3 separate regions of the Mus musculus genome follow, and all the other regions are linked to region 1. Evidence: chromatin contacts called from public Hi-C and HiChIP or PLAC-seq data. All regions are on one chromosome and are shown on one strand. The core of a region is the stretch at or near the end of the contact, and the rest is flanking DNA. Distances in the headings are between cores, read along the strand shown. Region 1 holds the start of Asah1 (N-acylsphingosine amidohydrolase 1). Region 2 overlaps Mtus1 (mitochondrial tumor suppressor 1). Region 3 overlaps Pdgfrl (platelet-derived growth factor receptor-like).

Region 1 (4,198 bases), core at 625-3,124:
AAAATAACAGCTCTAAGGACATGAAACTGCTCTGAGTTCATAGCTGCACATTAACACCTTACAGGCCTATAGGACCCCATGGACTTGTGTTCTGCTCTTGGACACAAAGAGGAATTAAGTACCGCAGAGACAAAGTGAGACAAAGCAAGCTTGTATCATGATTGTGTCTACACACTGATAAAGAGTTACACACTGTGTAACTCAGAACAGCATCTCTTGCTAAATCAAAGGATGCTCTGCTTCTACTCTCTACAACAAATCCTGGGTTACACTCAAATTCTCCAAGTATTTTGTTTAGAATTTGTTGTTACTTAACCCACGGTTGAAAAGGTCTATATCAGTCCCTCACATCAAACACTAGACCTAGTTTGCTCAACCATTATGTGTCCTTTGGTAATCTTTGGGCAAAAAGGCACAAGCTATCAAAATACTTAATTCTTCAACAATTCTTACAATCCCAACCAAGTTTGGTAAATCAATTCTTTATCTACACTAGAGCAAACGTTTTGCTCTTCCTTCAATCTTTTGTACATACTATGTGGGTTTTGGTCACTGAAATTACTCTGTATACCATTCTGCATTCTACTTTGTGTTGTGTGGTGTTTTTCAGACAAGGTTTCTCTGTGTCCATTGTTGTCCTAGAACATTCGCCTACCTCTATCTCCCAAGTGCTGGGATTTAAAGGCGTGTGCCACCCTCTGCCCTGATGTGCATTCTACTTTTATCTACTAAGTATCTATTCTAGTGGCTGGCTAATTTTCTCTCTCTCTCTCTCTCTCTCAAATTCAAAAAAGCATTTCTCCTTCTAGGAATAAAATTAAAAGAACTCCTGCTGCTCCCATTTCCAATGTCTTGCCTCTTTTCAAAATTCTTGTCATCTGGCACAGGTAAGGTGCATCCAGGTTCCTAGTTATCAAATCTGGCAACAAAACAGTCTTCAATTCTATAGCCTTTATAGAATCGATCTATGAAATGTCGCTGTCGGGCTTTGACCTAGAGGCTGAACTTAGAAATGTTTCTGGGAACAACGATGTGACCTCTGGCTACATTTTTCACTCCAGGGCTATACTTCCTCTTCTAGTAAATACAAGAATCATGTTAGTTCCTCACAGTCTCTTGCGGATATATAAAGTCTGTGGCATTGTGACTTGGTCGAGCAGCACCACGGTACAGACAGACATTCCATGCCTGGGCGTGAAGGCCACAGCCAGTACAGCCTTCTTAGGGGGGCGGGGTGGGGGTGGGTTCCCATCATCTGGGCTAAGACTGCATGTGACCCATAGCTTCCTGCGATGGTTTCTTCAGGAAAAAGCACTAGGTAACCAGGCAGAAAATACTACGGCCACCAGTCAATCGTTAGCTTTTTCTCTGGAGAGTTCCGCCTACAGTAGCTGGTAATCTCAAATATAAGATTGGAGAATGCGTGAATCCTACACAGTTGTTCTTGAAAGTTAGAACTTCCCTAAAATGTGTACTCGGTCCATACAGCAGCAAAGCCACTTAGCCCGGGGTTCACAAGCCACATTTGCACCCATACTCCGCGGGACCGAACCAGAGTTCCCCCGACGCCTCACGGAAGATACAGACCGCGAGCAGGTGTCCCTCACCCGCCCCGCCACAGCTGCGCCCACCTCCCCCTGAGCCCGCGCCTGCACCCCCATCTGTGCCTCGGCTGGAGCTCACCCACCGGCGGCACATCCTGTGCCTGGGCGCAGGTGACTGCCGCGGCTAGGACCCAGGTGAGAAGACTTTGGCCCCGCATCTTCCCAGCTGCAAGCGCCGCTCCGAGGGACTCTAGCAGCAGCTGCAGCAGGGACCACCTCCACCAGCAGCAGGCCGCACCCCAACGCGTGATCAGCGACCCTGGGCCACACCATGCACGGCAGGGGACACGCCAGAGATAGAGGCGCCGGGCCGAGTCCCTAGAGCGGAGTCCGCGCACAGGGCCGAGAGGGGCTGCGCCCCCAGCACGCCACGCAGTGGTTTCGTCCAGCCTTAGCCGCACCCCGGGGCGGGACTTCCAGTTTTCCTCTGGCCTTCACTCGTTTGGAGCGCGGGGGCCGGGGCAAGACGCTGGTGCTGGAGGATTTCTGAGGGCGGACGCCGACTGACTCGGGAGAGGTTGGCTCCTAGGCGTCGCGGTTCCTGAGCCCACCAAAGGGACAGAGTTTCAGAGCATAGCGTCAGACCTAGTTTGCCTTCTGGGGAAGGCTGGCTCCAAGTGAGTCACTCAATCCATCCATCCTGCCCGAGGGATCACAACCAGAGAGGACAAGTGTCAGGGTCAGAAGTTTCATCTCTCGGGTACTCTAGGTACTTAAGGCACTGCTAAATCCTAGGATTTAGATTTTAGTTTCTTGCTGTTATGTCCGGGGTTGGAGAGGTTGAAGGGGTGGGACCTTCATCGATGTATTTGTCGCCGCGTTACTCAACTCCTGTTTTCCTTTAGCTCGTGAGAAGCCAGTTGGTCCAGCGGACCTAAACCTAGGACAGGTACTTGGTACTTCATAGTCTACTTTGAAAAGCAGATAAAAGTGAAATACTTGCTTGGCTTTTACCTTGGACAAGGCTCTCCATAATAGGATGAGTTATCTAGAATCCAACAGGAAAAAAATGCCTCTAGATTTACATTTTCTGCTTCGACGACAGGCATCTCAAGAAGTTTGGAGGCTTTTAAAAAAATGCTTCTATAAAACTCACTCAGGACCATTAAAATCCTATTTTAATTCTCACCCCCGACTCCTGTGCTGGGGATCCGAGTATTTTTCCTTTTTGGTGTAAAAAACACCTAAATTTGGAGGCAAATGATAAATAAGTTGGCTTTTGTTTGTTTGTTTTTTGTTTGTTTGTTTTTGAGGAAGTTTAGATGTTGATACACAACACAGGATTAAGAAACACTTAGAGGGCCGGGCGGTGGTGGCGCGTGCCTTTAATCTCAGCACTTGGGAGGCAGAGACAGGCGGATTTCTGAGTTCAAGGCCAGCCTGGTCTACAAATTGAGTTCCAGGACAGCCAAGACTATACAGAGAAACCCTGTCTCAAAAAAAAAAAAAAAACAACAACAACAACAACAAAACAAAACAAAAAAAAACAAACAAACAAAAAAAGAAATCTTACTTAGGTAAGCAAGATTGGAAAATACTTACTTTTTGAAGGGGGACACTGAGGACTGTTTTAGACAGCAACCTGAGGCAGAAAGCTGTCTTCAGTCACTGACTCTGGCGTTTCAAACCTGCCTAGACAAGATAGCAAGATTTCATCTCCAAAATAAAACAAAACAGAATATATCAGGTCTCTGATGCAGAGTTTGAGGAAGCAACAAAAAGGCACAAAGTTCTTCCCTTATGAAACTTACTAGATGGGAAATAGCAAACACCAGGCATGTGAGGTTCATCTGTAAAATAGCAAGCAAAAGCTGTAAATGTTGGGGGATGGGGGGAGGTCGGGCAAGGAGTAGAAGAATGTAGAAGCTAGGAAGGGGATTGGAATTTTTAACATGCAGGCAGGGAAGACATGATTGAAAAGAGGAGGTCTGAACAGTAAGTGGTAGAATTAGTCTGATGGATGCGCAGGAGGATGCGCATCCTGGAGGGAGACAGGGGCTCTGTAGTGCAAAGGTAGACTAGGGAGACTGTGACTGAACAAAAGCTTTGCACCATAAAGTGATACATGTTTCAAGTTATGCTTATTCTGGTGGAAAGATTACACTTTGCAGATTACACATCAAAGCACTAGGCTGTCCTGCATAACTATACATTTCATGCTTTATGTATACGTTAACACATCTTTAGCAAGTGAAATGCTACGACTCGGTTTTTTAAATTATAGTACTAAGTTTAGCTACTTTAAGACTTTCATGCTCATTTCTTCATGCTAACCAAAAACTGAGAAAATAATGTATATCCTTTTAAATGCTTTCAAAGTGAAAGCATTTTTAGGAGATAAAACAAAATAGTAACAAAAGACCAAGGACATTAGACAGAGACAAGATTGTTATTTTTTTTTAAAGTGTACACTATGTTCAGCTACACTAGAAAAGCCCATGTGGCAGCCTCTGAGGAATGAGGGAGAAATAAGTTAGGTCAGAGATAAAGGAAGCAAAGCAGATTAAAGACAAGAGCCACTGTAAGGACTGGGCCTTTCCTCTGGGAATATTTAGAATGCTGAATACATATGGTCAATGATGAACCTGCTGAAT
Region 2 (4,129 bases), core at 680-3,179, 380 kb before region 1:
GGAGGGCGCTTTGCTTCCGTGGCTCTACATGGAGGAGAAGGCAAGGCGGAGGTTAGAACAACAGGAGGGTAGACGGAGGATTAGCGCTATGAAGCTAGCTTGGGTTCAAGGGAAAAAAATAAACCAGAAACATCCATTGGTACTGCCCCCTTACTCTTTATACAGATTTGTATTTAGAAAAATTAGGGAACTACATTTGCTCATAGCCTGAGAAAATGAATCAGAGTATAGCAATTAGGCTCGTGAAAATCTACAGGGGGAAAAAAAAACTGCTATCAACGGATAATGCCGAACATGGAAAAACTAACAACAGAGAAATAAATGTACAGTCATCAAGAAACCAAAGGCTTTTCCTGTCTTGCCCGAGCCCTGCCGTGGCACAGTGCTGAGATGAGTTGGGGGGAAATTCAAGCACTATTGCTTTCTCTTCTATGGCTTTTGTTGACGCTCGTGTGCCGATTATGACTTGGTTAATACAGGCCAAGCTATATACAGCTGTTGACTTTTAATACACAGCAGGGGGCGGGGCTATGACAGTCACGTGACACGCCAGTACACCCATTTCACTCACACACACACCCCCCTTGCCCACAGTCAGACTGAAATAAAAATCACAAGAAGGTGTCTCTGGTGAAGAACATTATAAAGGTTATAAATCTTTATCTTAATAGGGCCCTGAGAGTTTTCCCCTATGCTTAGGTGAAGGAAGGCAAAGAACAAGGTTCCCTCGTTCCGTAAGTGCTTTGTGCAACTATGTCCACTTCAGTTCCGAAATCTGTTTTTGGAGGAGGCTTTTGGACCAAGTTAAAAGTCTCCTATTGGAGCTCTCTATTCGTACGTAGCTGAAACGGTTGGCGGCTGCTCTCCCGATATCCTGGGGATATTCCAGAGAGCTAACGCAGCAACTCGAGTTCCCATGAACTCTGAACTTCGGGTCAGTCCCGCAGAAGCGCACCTCAGTGCCTTCAGAGAGTCTCCTGCGTTCAGAAGCCGTCATCTGGGTGAGATGCTGGGGCTGGAGAAGGAACCAGAATTCCTGGGGGACTGGAAAGGGATGGCCGAGGAGGTGGGGGATCTCTTGGGGCTGCACAGGTCTCCGTTGTGCAGTTTCCACAGAAGTTCCTCGTTCTCCATGGACAGTCTCTTGTTGACCTTCGACTCCTTCTCAAGGGACTCCTGCAGCGCGGCCTGCTCGGTGGAAAGTTGCCTGGAAAACAAAACCCAGAGAGCATATGAATCCAAGTCAAAAAGGAACTACTACTGTTTATATCTGAAGGTTCAAGAAACTTCTTCTGGGGGAATACACAGGTTCTTGTCCAGGGTCATCAATTTTTTTTTTCTGATTTTTCTCTCATATAGCTCATCCTCACCACGATTTCCCCTCCCTCCTCTCCTCCCACTTCTCTTCAGAAAAGGACAGGCCTCCCAGGACTATCAACCAAACATAGGGTTCCTGGTTGGGGTTTTTTGGTTTGGTTGTTTGTTTGTTTGTTTGTTTGTGACAGGGTTTCTCTGTGTAGCTCTGGCTGTCCTGGAACTCACTCTGATGACCAGGCTGGCCTTTAACTTAACCTGTTTGAAGCAGTCCAGAGTGCTGGGACAAAAGGCATGTGTCACCACTGGCATATGGGTCATAGATTTTTTTTTAAGCTGAGAAACCCAACTACTACAAATAAGGAAGCATATAGATGAGTGTTAGAGGACTTGCCTAATGTGTGTGAGGCCCCCTGGCTCAAGGTCTGTGGACCACAAAAAGGAAAGCAAAACTCCCGAATACCAGAGCCTCAAGCCTGACCCAAATAAATAATCCTGAGTAATTGCTGGCAACTCTAGTCTTTGGGAGATTTCCCAGTAGGCAATGGGGCACTTGCACAAGGCTTGTTTTATTTCTGTCTTAACTCAAGGCCTCTTTCTGTTCACGTGTGTTGTTACCCCTTGTCTGACAGCGCCATTACAGTTAGTGAGCTGCAGTTAGGTGAGAGGTCTAGGGCACCTTGGTAAATGCATGAACCATTCTCCTGCTTCTCTCACATGCCTGGGAGGTGCCTGGTGGAGCGTAGCCAGAAGGGACCGTAGATGTCCGAGGATGAGGAAAGGGGAAATAGACTCTTGTAGGTTTACCTTGAAATTGCCATGTGTTTGTCCATGCGAGCTTTTAACTCCTCGTTTTCCTGCTGGAATCGCTTCAGCTTGTCAACCAATGCTGTGTTATTGTCCACCTTAGTATAAAACAAGGTTTGTAGTTATATATATATATATAAGAAATGAATAAATAAACTCTCTCACTTCTTAAGCATATTCCCAATACACGGCACCATCAACAAGTTGATCAGGAGGAGCCATAGTGGCACACTGATGTCTTCATACACCGACCACGGTGAGGACATGTGTTCATCAAACACAGAAATAAGAGAGCTAGGCAGTAATGTTTTTATTCTAGGTGACACTTTCAGAGATGTCCTGCTGGGAGCTGGTGTCCTGCCTAGGTGACCATGGGTGCTGGGTCTCTTCCTCAAGGCAGTAAAGGAAACACTGCAGTTTAACTGTCTCCGTTCACACAACCCCTGTATCTACAGCACTCGTGTACACATACGCAAAGAAGGAAGCGGGGAGAGGAGGAGGAGGAAGGGGGAGAGTTAGGGACAGAGGGAGGGTGAGAGGGAGGAAGGAAAAAAGAAACTAGACAGAGGAAGGAAGGAGAAGAGGAAGGGAGGGAGCCTATAGGTCTTGGCCATACTGAGGAAAGCCTTAAACTTATTCCAGGATGGTTTTGGCATTTACCTCCAGGTGGCCCTATGGAGATACAATGTAGCAAGGTTAGGTAAAGAAGTAACTGAAGAAAGCAGGCTTCCCTGCTCAGTTCAGGCCAAGGGACACTTGTGCTCTTTCCAGCCTTACACAAACTGATCAGTTGAGTGGTTATAGGCATTTAAAGTCACTGAACATGGTGACCCACTGATCCCATCCTGGCTCCCTTCCGTAAGGAATGGTTTATTGCTTCTTTAAGAGGCAACATCAAAGCTCAGAGTGAACTTAACATGAGGTCAAAAATGAACCCCCAAGTCCCTGTCATGGCAGCTGGCTATGGCGCATCTGTTTGGATTACAGCACCCAGGTGAAATTCTTGTTTTTAAGACATCCTTGAGTCCAGAAAATCCTCATGACATGCCATTCAGATGAAATAACTTTCTAAAAAAAAAAAAAAATCTACAGGATGAAAAAAAAGAGGGGTGGGGGAGTTGGGCAGGGGAGAAACACCTTGAAATGCTTTTCAAGGTAAGACACAACCTGGGAAAACTTGGAATAAAAAAACAAAAACATGACAATTGGCCTCAAACCATTATTCTATCAAAGCTTTGCTCTACTGAGGTCAAAACTCCATCTTTGATGTCACAGAGCTTCCCACTGGCAGAGCTAGCTCTCAAAGCAAACCTGTCTTCCTTGGATAGTTTCCTCATGCTAAGTGTGATGGTTAATCTGCCAACTTGACACCACCTTAGAATTACCCGAGAAGAAAACCAATGAAAGACTCTATATATCAGGCTGGCTGTGGGCATGCCTCCGGGGGATCCCCTTGTCTAAATGTGAACAGCACCACCTAGTAGTGACTCAGCCGTGAGGAGGCAGACGAAAGGCACTTTTGACTCTGCGCTTTGCTTGCTTGGCCCTTATTCTCACTGGGGAGGCTACGTGCCCTGTTGCCACTGCAGACGATTCTGTCTCTGATATTAGAATCAGCTTCTTCAGGGCTTCCAGAGTGGACTGGTGATCAAAAGGCTCTTCAGAAGTCCCACTGGCCTTTGGTACCAGATCGGAACTGCAGAGGCGCCCAATCTTGTGGGCAGCCACGGCTGGACTAGTTAGTCTAAGCTCATCATGGAAGCCAGTCTAGCAAATCTTCCTTTAATAGATCAGTGTATCAGCTCTGTTCCTTTAGAGAACCCTAATACACTAAGTGTTCTATCTTCTCTAAAGACCTGGTGCTGCCAAGTATACAACACAGCAGTGGCAACAAGTGTACCCATCGTCTTAGCAACCTACATTCCTGTAAAAACAACAGGGCGATGCCAACTGGCACTGTTCAGTCGGGGCACAGAACAGAACTATCATGACTCAATAGAAATTAAAA
Region 3 (4,734 bases), core at 398-2,897, 410 kb before region 1:
GGTGTGGGGAACAGGGGAAGTCTTAGCACTCTGCTGAGGCAGAAAACAAAGTAAGAAATTTGGACCGTGTGGCCTAGCCAAAGGGTTAAATAAATCTCTGATGAAAGGGGAGAGGTGTGAGCTCTGCACCCTCAAAGTGAGGAGACAAGTTTTTGGCCGTTCCCTAGACCCGCTCCACAGTAAAAATTAAAAACAAAGTCAGGGTTCAAGCATTCATTATCTTTCAGGATGTGCCTGTGGTGTGTGGTGTAGGGTGTTAACTTTTTTTTTTTTTTTCAGTCAAGAACTGGAAGCCCGGAGGAGTGGGTGGGGCACAGCTCTCTTTGATGGCTGGTTCCTCTCAGAACAATAAATAGCTTTTAGGAGAAGAGAAGGCATCTATCTGTCTTTCCACTTGGCTGCCCCGGGTAACTGCTCACTCCACCCACAGACTGTACAAAGGAGGGTGGACCAGCGATGCAGACAGTGGGCTGCAGGCCAGTCTCCTAAGCGGCCCGTCTCACCAGCTTACACGGGGGAAGGAATTCATCCGAAGGGCATTTTCAAAGAAAGGAATGCGAGGGAGTATTTATGACCAGAAAGAACTGGCTGTTGAGAGAGGGGGAGCTGCATAACGTGAGCACCCACTGGCGGTATGCAGAGAAGGGAGCATCTTTCTTCCCCCAGCTAACGAATTGTGGTAAAATACACCCAGAACAGCACCGGTAGCATTTTTTAACCGCGCTTACGTATACAACTCAGTATACATGGGGAAACTGGTTTTGTTAGGCGGACTTGTTTCAAAGTCAAACTCATTTTCCTTCGAAGTTGGATTTTCTTGGCAGAACAAATAAAAAATGACGTGGCCTCGGCTTCTCTTTCTCCTTATGTGGGGCTGCAGGTTAGCTCCGTGCACACGTTGCTGTCCTAGTTAGCATCCACTTAGAGTCACCTGAGAGGAAAGCCTTATAGCCCCGTGTGCATTTCGGGAGGAGGGTGTCTTGATTTTTAATAGAAGCCCTACCCTACTATGAGTGGTAGCATCCTTAGGACAGTAGTGGTCGTGGGAGGGTGTATAAGAAAGCAGCGAAGCTGGTGAGAGATCCAGCAAGCAGCGTTCTTCCGTGCCTTCTGCTTCAGGTTCCTGCCCTGGCTTCTCTCAATAATAGACTGTAACCCCTAAGTTAAAATAAAGCCTTTCCCCCTCTGGAAGTTGCCTTGGGTCCCAGAAACGGAACAATAGCAAGCTGAAATCATTCTCACGGGTGGGACGTGGAACTCAGGAGTAGAGTGCTTGCCTGGTTATAGCAAGGTGCTGGATTAAGTCCTTGGTGTGTCAAGAAATCAAAAGTATATGCTGGAGCCAGCCTCTGATACCTATTTTAAAGTAAATTTCCACCCTGGAAATTAAAAATAAAGAACTCACCGCACCCTAAAGGTAGGACATTCTATGGCACCAGAGCAGGCCCCCACATGTCCCTAGAGATAGACAAGTGGGAAGGCGGGGTACAAGTCTTCTCTGGGTGTACTGGATGTTCTGACGGTGTTAATGGTGCAGAAAAATCACAGCTATGTTCCTTTGGGGGCCGGGGTGGGGGAGGGTAATGACAGAATCCGTCTCCTCTCGAGTTATCAGCATAGAATGAGGTCATGTGTGGAAAGCGCTTGGCTATGTAGCAAGCCTCTCCGTGAAGCGGAGCTATTTTTATTCACTCTATTGTATCCCAAAGAGGCAAAGTGTAGGGACATGGCCCGTCTGTCACAAGTCTTGTTTTCAGAAAAGGGCTTTAGTCTCCTATCTCAGTCTCCTGCAAACTAGATGTCCCACGCTGTAGTCTGGGTCTGGAGTATGACCCAAAAGCTGGTGTCCAGCCAATGGTACTGTTTTGGATCTTTAGAAGTGGAGCCTAGGCAAGCTTCTGACCTTCAGGCTAAACTCCTCCCCAGTTACCTAGCAACAGTGAAGACCATAAAAAGGGGTGCTCAGCCCGCACCTCACACCTCGTCCTCTTATTCCTTTGTCCTCTCACCTCCCTCTTCTCTTACTTCTCTCTCCTCTTCCCTTTTTCTTTGTCTTCTTTCCTCTCTCCTATCTCTCTTCTCTCTCTCTCTTCCTCCTTTCTACCTTCTCTCTTTCCCCTGCATTTCCATAATACAGCTCTAAAACCAAAAAATAAAAAAGAAGAAGTGGGGCCTAGGGAAAGGAAGTTAGGCCATTAGAAACGTTTCTTTGAAAGGACTATTGAGACACTGGTCCCTCTCCAGTCCGTCTCTCCTTACGTGTGTGTGTGTGTGTGTGTGTGTGTGTGTGTGTGTGTGTGTGTGCGCACCCGTGCATGTGTGCATGTATACACATGTTCGCATGGTCTCTGTCTGTCTGTCTGTCTGTCTGTCTCTGTTTCTCTCTCTCTCTCTCTCTATTCCACAATGATGTTCTTCACTGGGACCACCAAGCCATTATAGACTAAAATACCTTAAATCGCCAGCCAAACTAAACCTTTCCTCACCAAAAGTTGATTTCTGTGGGTATTTGGCTGCATTTAGGGAAGGCTGAACTAGCACAGTCCACAGCACCACAGTGCTGAACGCGTCACACTAACTGCCCTGGGGTACTGTGAGAGCCAGCGATCCAGCGCCCCGCCCTGTGTCTCCACATACTTTTCAAGGAAGGAGGAAATGCTTTCCGCTAACTTTTGTTTTAAAAGAATGTTAAACAAAAATCCTCTCATTTCTTGAACGTTATGAAAAGTCTTTATGTGATTTTCCCCAGATGTGCTGCACGGTATTACAATATAAAAAGAACGTTATGCTGGCAAAGTCAAGTCCATATGGCAAGTCAGACAGACTAAGGATAGGACAAAACTCTTGCAGATGACAATTTGGAGACTGTCGTGCAGTGGAAATGGTTTAGGGTGTCACTGAGCGACTCTGCCTATTCTCCTAATGCGATCCCGCTTCGATCAATATGTCTACATGTGGGTGAGGTCTGGGGTTTTATTTGCAAAAATAAAACTTGATATTATTGAGGTATGAACATTTTTGCCAAGAGTTTCAATATATAAAGTCTAAATAAAACTTTTTAGAAGGTTTGTCAGATGACGAAAGCTGGAAAGGGGGAATAAAGGATAAGCTATAAAATGGAGAATTGTATGTCCTGTGGTAAGTAACTGTTCAAAGGAGCATGCCACAAAAAGGGAATTAACCCAGAATGTCAGAGCTTTGCCTCTGTTGTCTGGACTCAGCTTCTCTGTCAGCTCCATCCACCTGCCCTGCACTGGCTGTAGATTCTCTGTGCCTTCATCTGCCCAGAGACTCACTTCACCTGGATTCCTGACTTGCATGCCCTGCCATGTGGCTTCAAGATCCTGTCGCCTGTTAGACACTATCCTGACTTCCCTGTGGGTCAATCCTGCTGCCTAGGGCCTCACCCCACTGCCTCCCCTTCTATTAGAACACAGAGAAATCATGGTGTCTCGTTTGATTTGGAAAGGTCAATGCCACCACTAGCTCAGCCCTCCCTGTAAGTTCAGTGATGCTCTTTATGAACGCCAGTCAGTAGCTGAGACAAGCAAGGCGACCCAAGGGCTGGAACCCCGTGTTAGCGACCAAAACTGATACAAAAAAGTGTACTCTCCTGTATTTATCTGCTAGGTGACTCGTGACATGGTCTAGTGTAGCACATCTGACAGGTAGGCCTTTGGGTAAAGAAACAGAAGACAGCAATTATCTATATGAGAGACCACAAGGGGTGATCCCCACAAGTGTGTTGCAGGTTGAGATTAATAGGTACTTAGCCAAATGGAGTGTAATAGCCTATGAATAAGGACTCTCCTAAGTTTTACACACATGTACACACCACATCACACCATATTACACACATACACCACGGTGCAACACACCACACACACAATATACACTGCACACCACACGCACACACACACAGGAGAAGAAAACCAGAATGGGCCCCAACCAGAAACAGCTCCTGAACTAAATGACATGAGACACGTCCCAGACACAGAATTTCAGAGTGGCAATCTGAGTGTGTGGGGCTGCAGGGAACTTTTTTCCTCGGTCACCCTTTCTGACTAGAGGAAGACAGAGTCCATGGATGAAGGGTTTCTGATCTGTAGGAGGACCAGGAATATGCAGTCTGGGGACTTAGCATCTTGCCTAGACTCCTCATTTTACAAGTGAGCAGGTTTGACCCACAGCAGGCTAAGAAGCTGGCTTAACTTTACAGCTGTCAGCAAAGTCGGTTTCACCCATCTATGGATGGATGATAAGCTTGGCTGCTCCACAGCTTGCCTATTTTGAGTAGTGGCAGAATAGGCACAGTCATTTCTACTGTGTGCCAACCTTGGCTCCCAGAGTGGGTAGTTCCATTCTGGTAAACACAGTTTATTTTCACACACAATAGCATGTTTTATGAAACTTGGCCATAAAGATAGATTCTGTGTTGTAATTTGAGAAAAAAAAAATAGGTGGAACAGGAAAGAATCATGTGAAGTGAAGAAAACCAGCCTGAGAGACAGCTCAACTCACGTGTGGGGTCTAGATTAAGAAAGAGACAGACATGAAAGTAGGAGATGCATCTGAGAGGAGGTGGGGCAAGGAAGAGCAACATGAGATGGGCGTGACCAAAGCACATGAAGCCTATTATACACATAAATTTGTATTAATTAATAAACCAATTGTCAAGAAATGGGTTTTAAGCCCAATTTTCAATACTTCCATGGGCTTTCTGTACCGTCCTGT

The links. A called contact is a pair of places that touch in the nucleus more often than the background predicts. HiChIP or PLAC-seq counts read pairs in DNA pulled down with a chosen protein or histone mark.
Region 2: a FOXA1 HiChIP or PLAC-seq map of pancreatic cancer cells shows a contact between it and region 1. The contact joins the enhancer-like site here to the promoter of Asah1 in region 1. A contact is called at or near these places in 2 of 39 promoter capture datasets (the C10 cell line and neutrophils), 3 of 115 datasets of contacts at active chromatin or transcription factors (embryonic stem cells and pancreatic cancer cells) and 2 of 9 other capture datasets (embryonic stem cells and liver).
Region 3: a Hi-C map of neutrophils shows a contact between it and region 1, with 3 times the contacts expected there. The contact joins the enhancer-like site here to the promoter of Asah1 in region 1. A contact is called at or near these places in 2 of 39 promoter capture datasets (the C10 cell line and neutrophils), 1 of 484 Hi-C or Micro-C datasets (neutrophils) and 6 of 115 datasets of contacts at active chromatin or transcription factors (bone marrow-derived macrophages, embryonic stem cells, memory CD8 T cells and 1 more).

The regions. Positions count from the first base shown.
Region 1 is chr8:41,372,823-41,377,020 of GRCm38.p6, forward strand. It overlaps Asah1 (N-acylsphingosine amidohydrolase 1), which reads right to left and starts at 1,875. Exons shown (of 14, transcript NM_019734.3): 1 at 1,688-1,875. The coding sequence starts at 1,762.
Region 2 is chr8:40,992,427-40,996,555 of GRCm38.p6, forward strand. Mtus1 (mitochondrial tumor suppressor 1) reads right to left here. Exons shown (of 14, transcript NM_001005863.2): 13 at 2,122-2,219; 14 at 1-1,207. The coding sequence ends at 994. Among named protein-coding and RNA genes, the nearest start is that of B430010I23Rik, 23 kb to the right of the region's middle. Within about 2 kb of position 1,930, at least 30 of the 459 cell types and tissues checked have an H3K27ac peak or open chromatin away from gene starts, as enhancers often do. A contact at or near this core is called in liver, where this site is marked.
Region 3 is chr8:40,962,869-40,967,602 of GRCm38.p6, forward strand. All of the region lies in intron 2 of Pdgfrl (platelet-derived growth factor receptor-like), which reads left to right. Among named protein-coding and RNA genes, the nearest start is that of Pdgfrl, 39 kb to the left of the region's middle. Within about 2 kb of position 1,648, at least 193 of the 459 cell types and tissues checked have an H3K27ac peak or open chromatin away from gene starts, as enhancers often do. A contact at or near this core is called in embryonic stem cells, memory CD8 T cells and neutrophils, where this site is marked.